Linked DNA regions of Sus scrofa: region 2 is linked to region 1. The links are chromatin contacts, called in public Hi-C maps. All regions are on one chromosome and are shown on one strand. Each heading gives the region's core, a stretch centred on a gene start, on an enhancer-like site or on the middle of the called end of the contact. The rest is flanking DNA. Distances are from core to core; before and after follow the strand shown.

What was found. Hi-C and Micro-C count contacts between places; a contact is called where the count stands out from the background.
Region 2: a contact with region 1 is called in a Hi-C map of skeletal muscle, with 2.0 times the contacts expected there. The contact joins two enhancer-like sites. A contact is called at or near these places in 4 of 47 Hi-C or Micro-C datasets (epiblast stem cells, fetal skeletal muscle, psoas muscle and 1 more) and 1 of 2 datasets of contacts at active chromatin or transcription factors (skeletal muscle).

What each region holds. Positions count from the first base shown.
Region 1 is chr15:38,687,789-38,690,785 of Sscrofa11.1, reverse strand. WDR17 (WD repeat-containing protein 17) reads right to left here. Exons shown (of 31, transcript XM_021075880.1): 29 at 2,446-2,547. Among named protein-coding and RNA genes, the nearest start is that of SPATA4, 16 kb to the left of the region's middle. Within about 2 kb of position 1,520, at least 3 of the 83 cell types and tissues checked have an H3K27ac peak or open chromatin away from gene starts, as enhancers often do. A contact at or near this core is called in fetal skeletal muscle and skeletal muscle, where this site is marked.
Region 2 is chr15:38,753,031-38,756,027 of Sscrofa11.1, reverse strand. All of the region lies in intron 2 of ASB5 (ankyrin repeat and SOCS box protein 5), which reads left to right. Among named protein-coding and RNA genes, the nearest start is that of ASB5, 12 kb to the left of the region's middle. Within about 2 kb of position 1,452, at least 2 of the 83 cell types and tissues checked have an H3K27ac peak or open chromatin away from gene starts, as enhancers often do. A contact at or near this core is called in fetal skeletal muscle and skeletal muscle, where this site is marked.

The sequences.
Region 1 (2,997 bases), core at 271-2,770:
TAAGTTACAAACTCGGTATGTTCTTCAAGGAATTAGTTGACATTTAAAAGTAAAAGCTATTTAAGAGCTAAAAAAAAGAACATAAGATCTTACAGATGAAGTAAAAGTAAGCATTTCTGTAATTTATATTTTGTGGTTACTCATGCTTGTTGTCATCATTCTGCTGGGACATGATCAGAATTGGTGAGAAAAAAGGTACAAATACCCCTTGCCCCCACATATCTCTAATGTTTTAGGAATATTATTTCAAATCAGGTGATACCTTGCTTTTTTCAACCTCAAATTACTGAACTTAAATTTTTTTATAGATAATGTAGCATAGCTCCAAAATAAATTCTTTAATATGACTTCCCTGTCTACAATTTTCCACTTGACAGTAATTTACCTGACCAGAAGTTTTTTCGTTTTTATTTTGTTTTTGTTTGCTTGCTTTATAAAAGCAGAGAAAGGTTTATTGCAGGCCATGCAAGGACATGGGTGGCTCATACCCCTCAAACCCCCCAAACTTCCCAAACAAAATTTTTCCAGTAGTTTTTGATGATCTAGTGTATGTAGAGTATTATTAAAGAGTGGAGGGGAAAACCACGGTAAATAAGTGGAGAGAACACAGTGAAAAAATATTAGTGAAAAGCTTTCAGATGTACAGGAAATTACAAGTAGTTCAGTTTGGCTAAACATGTAAAAGGACACAGTGGGTGACAAGGATGGACTCCAATTTCTGTGGAATTTCAAAGTCAGATTAAGGATTGAGAATGTTACCTGCTCAGCAGTAGGGGGTGTAATAGGGAGGAAAGGGGCAAGGTGACCACAGGAAGGGCTACCACAGGTGACAGTTAGTGGGGCCAGCAACTATGGGGTTACAGGAAATGAGAAAACAAGTAGATGTGGGGATTTACTAAATCAGTGGCTGCTGACAGTGAAGAAAAGCACTAAATCCTGACCCTGAGCACTTAATTCTGGACAACAGAAACATAACGACATCAGAAGAAAGAGAGAACCCAGGAGAAGGAATAGGTTTGAGGAGGAAGATGGTTTTAACTTTGAGTGCAGGGCTTATCTGAGTGGAGGGAGCTGCTGGACATCCACGTGGAAGGAAAAAGAGAAGGAGATGAGAGCAGGAGATAGAACAAGCTGGGGAATGGATGTGAGTGGTTTGGGGATATCAGCTTAAGCAGCCAGGCAGGACAATGGGTACAGCTGTCAGAGAAGTAAAGAGAGGACTTGAAAGTTCTGGAGCTTGAGTTCCTCATCCTAAACTAACGCATTTCTAACTCGTCACATCCTCTCAAATCTCTCCTTCCTTATGAATACAAAGCCTTCTTGTATGCGTGGTATTGTTTCAAAGGACCATCTTCTCTCTTTCATCATTACCAAAGTCAGAGAGAGCTAACACATCGCCTTGAATATTATTAATTCCATGTGACACATCCAACTGTTGGTCTATTTTAATACTGTTAGAAGTTACTTTCTATTCGTGGCAATGCTCCTGCATAGATTTCTCCTGACCGTGTGAATTCCTACTACGCTCTGCTCTGCTCCAGAGGGCAGAGCCACAGCTCCACAAGACCTCCGCCTGGACAAGAGGGAGAAGCTAGCAAGGAGCAAGCTTTGTTTCTCTCAGAACCTTTTGCCCACATGGAGGGGACTCGGAAAAGCTGTTTAATGCTGCTTAAAGCAGAGACTCAGCATTTTTAAGTATAACCCACTCTGCCATTTAGTGAACTAGCAGACTTGGAAACAGTTTTTCAGGGAAGGCACTGGGTTTTATTTTTGAGTATGACAAGTTGTAAGCACAACGGCTGATGTTCAGCAAGCTATGAGAAGATACAGGAGTTTGGCAGGTAGGTTATACCTGAATATAAAATAATTACTTGCCACTCACAGACCCTCTTTACTTTGCATTTTTCTACTGTAGAGATGAGAAAGCTAAAAAACCCAGTTTCTCATATTCTTTTAAAAGTAGGGTTACACTGTTCTGGCTAGTGGGCTGTGGGCAAACTAGCCCTAAGGAAGAAAAGGGTCCTGCCCTCTGTGCTCTCTCCCACCTCTTTCCTGCTTCAAATGTAGACATAACACACAAAGGGCTAGAAGCCACCTGAAAACCTTGGGTCACTCAAGCAAGAGAAAGAAGCCAAGAAGATCAGAGTGGAGAGAGGGGAAGAATCCAGACCCTTGATGGAATCAGCCCTGGAATGCCTACCTCAAGTGTCTTGACATAAAACCAAGAAACCCTCATGTCTCAGCGAGAATCAGGATCTCTGTTCTTTACACCTGAATACACTGCTAGTTCATACTGTTTATTTCTGCATTAATAGGAAGCACATGCTTGGTAAATAAATGGATGCCAGTAAAATGTAGTTGCTGCTTCTGTGATACACTTGGATACTAACCATCTCAGTGAGAGGCAGTTCTCTCAATTCACACTAGAAGAGGAACTGCTTTTACCTTGTGTACTCATAAAGTGCAGGAACGATGCTTTGGTACTGTCTTCTGATAGCCAGCAACGCACCAACATAGCCACATAGTATCAGCAGTTCATTTCGTGCTCTAGAAGACAATATGTTTATGGTTTAAAGTTCCATAATTCGAGGTAGAGAACATTGCTCTCATACATAGTTATTGCCTTTGGATCTCTATATTTTGGTGGGTGACATTTTCAGCAAAATATGCTTAGAAAATTTTCTAAAATTTGAAGATGTTTTATTCATCAGTTAACTCCTATTCAGACACATCTACAATAACATAAATTGTAATTTAAAATAAAAAATCTTTAAATAATATTTAACACTTGCCTTTTTTTTTTTTTTTTTCTATTCCTTGTCTGTTCCCTCTTGTAATTTCTCCCAAAGTAACGCATTTGGTCAGCTTGAGGGGTTCCTGGCATATTGTGTGGACTCTAGGGAAGGGGGAGGACACCCCCTGCATCCATGCCCTGCTGGGAAAACTTGCCAAGGTTTCACAGGCTGCTGCACCATCTTTCCGCATGGCATTGCGACA
Region 2 (2,997 bases), core at 203-2,702, 65 kb before region 1:
TGTCCCGATTGCAATCTCTACGTATCAGAGATCTGGTCTATTTTTAAAGCTAGCACTATACTTTGAGCCTGACAGGGAAACTAACAGGGGTTGAAAGGTGTCTCCAACTATAATATCGAAATGTGTGGAGAGCAAGTGAGGATGTGGCGGGGGTAGGGGGATGACCCTGGTTTTATGAAGCCACTCTAAGGACCTGGAAGAAGCCACATGTGACTGATATCCCATGGACACTTTAAGAGGAAGCTCCCCTCTTCAGCTAAGGGTCACACTTTCAAGTTCTATCTTAGGCTCTGAGGAAGGTTTAGTAGCTTTACCTACAAGTAGACAAGGTCAGTTCTAAGCATGTTTTATTGAGCACCCTGATGTGAAGGCACTGAAGAAACAGGATATAAAAAAGCAAAAAAAGCAAAATATATTGTTCCCAACTTTAAGTAAGTTATTCAGATCGAGGAAGATGGGTGTATCTACATTTAATCATTATTTTCCAGATATACTAAATGCCAAGTGAGTCTAAAGAATGGAAAAGTCAATTTCAGATTTGGACCTTCGGAGATATTTTCCTGGGGGAGACAGATCTTAAGTTGACCCCCAGATCCCAAAAATAAGCAGAAGCAGGAGTCAGAGGGGTACATAGGATATCCAGAGACAATATATTTGACTTGTGATAGAAAAATGACAATCAACTGGGGCACAGATTGGAAAGAGTTTGAACATCAGGTTAAGCAATTTGAATGTTACTTTGTGTGGTTGTTTTTTTTTTTTTTTTTTTTTTTTTTTGCTATTTCTTGGGCCGCTCTGGCGGCGTATGGAGGTTCCCAGGCTAGGGGTCGAATCGGAGCTGTAGCTGTTGGCGGCGTATGGAGGTTCCCAGGCTAGGGGTCGAATCGGAGCTGTAGCCGCCGACCTACACCACAGCCACAGCAACTTGCGATCCGAGCCGCGTCTGCAACCTACACCACAGCTCATGGCAACGCCAGATCGTTAACCCACTGAGCAAGGGCAGGAATCGAACCTGCAACTTCATGGTTCCTAATCGGATTCGTTAACCACTGCGCCACGACGGGAACTCCTCGAACGTTACTTTGAAGACAGTAGGAGTTGCTGAGAGTGTTTGGTGTCAGTAAACGTGGGAAAATGGAAAGAGACACATATAAAATGTTAATTTAAAGTCAATTTATATCCTAGCGGTCTCTGGAATTGGACAATGGGACAGGTTTGAGATAGGTAGACCAGTTAGGCTCCTGACATAAGGAGATGAGGGCCTGGATGTGTTCAGTTGTGGTGATGGTATGAATAGAAAAGAAAGAATGACAACAAAAAATAAAAAGGGAAAGAAAATAAGGAGGAATGAATCTGCTGATCCCTTTCAATAGCACTGACAGAAAGAGGAGATGTTCCCCTAGGATCTCCCAGAAATAGACATGAACAGATCTAAAGGAAATTCTATGGACCAGAAAGGCTTGATTAGCCACCCAGGCAAGTCTGCAGTTTCCAGCCAGCACTACCCCAGAGATGTGGGTCCTTAGCTGCTTGGTGGATTACCTGTCTCTAGTGTGAAATGTTAGGATGGGTCAGGGAGCTGCAGAAGTAGAATCTGATTTATTTCATGTTTATTCCCTTTGTTCCACTTTTTTGTCACCAAGTAACCTTCTGGTTATGACCTGGCTTTCCATCCACATCTGTTCACAGCAAGAGAATGTACTGGCTGGTCCCAGGAGTGCTTTAGTCCACCTGACTTTTATGGTTCTCGTTGTAAATTAATATGTTTGCATCTCAACATCACTCTGGTGTTCCGTCCTCTTTGAGTTGTAAGTCCCCCTCTAAGATGTGACTTCGCTCCAGCTTTGCTGACAGATCAGGTTTCCAAGCCTGCAAGGCCGCGGGCCAAATTTTAGTCTGTGGAAAATTCATCGAGGTGATGCCTCTGCTTGGATAACAATCTTGTGACACCCAGCTTGTTTGGGCACTCCTTTCACGGCTGAGGCTTTAGGGAGAATATGGAATGGGTGTAGACTCATCTGGTAGAATATTTGTGCTTGTGATTTCAGAATTTGGTTTCACAGTTGCCATTAAGCATGCATTTTTTTTAATCTATTGTTGGCACCGGGAAATAAGATACAGGATAAATGTGCACCATGGGTCAGATGGTAGAAGGACTTGTCATTTAGGAGAAGAGAATAACCTAGGTAGGAAAAGCAACTAGAATTGTGTATAATGTCATAGTCTTTCTCCATCAGTAAGGTCCAGCCCAGGTTTAAAAACAACTTTAGGAATTGAACTCGACAGCCAATGCCAGCAAGGGTAGAACTGTCCATGATACTTGTTCCCAAGGAACAACTTGTTTCCTGAGATTTGGGGTGTTGCTGGGTTGATTGTCTCTGAGGCGAGTTATGTCAGGAACATTTCTCAGAATCTCAGCAATGAAAAATTTCAAGCCAGCCTGTAGACTGACTTGTGTCATGGTGTTCATTGTGTGAAGGTATAAAAATACCTTGAAAATGTGAGAGTTTGGAGACACATTTTCTATACGCAGGTGGAAGAAGGCCACATAAGAATAACTGGAATTGATAGAAATGCCCTTCTGTGACAAACGATGTGACATAATCAAAAGTGTTACCAAAAAAATTTTTTTAAGTGACTTTAACTTTTCCCACATTCTACTATTTTTCAGAAATGCTAGAGCACTTTTTGGGGAGATGAAAAAAAAAATCATACTGTGAGTTAAGACAGGAATCTGGGAACAAAGCTTCCAAGTTTACAAAAGACTTTATCATATTTTATTCTATTAGTATCCTTCCTCTTCCTCTATATGTTGGGAAACACATGGGTTTTTGGAAACAAAGAACTCAGCATAGCTCATGAGAGCTCAAGAGGAATCAGTTTTCCTGGCCATATTTTTCCCATACCTGTTACTTGAGTGTTTTCTATGGAAAAGGCACTGTGCTAGGCATTTGGGAGAAAATACACAAACAAACCCTGTTCCCTCTCGTGTAGGTG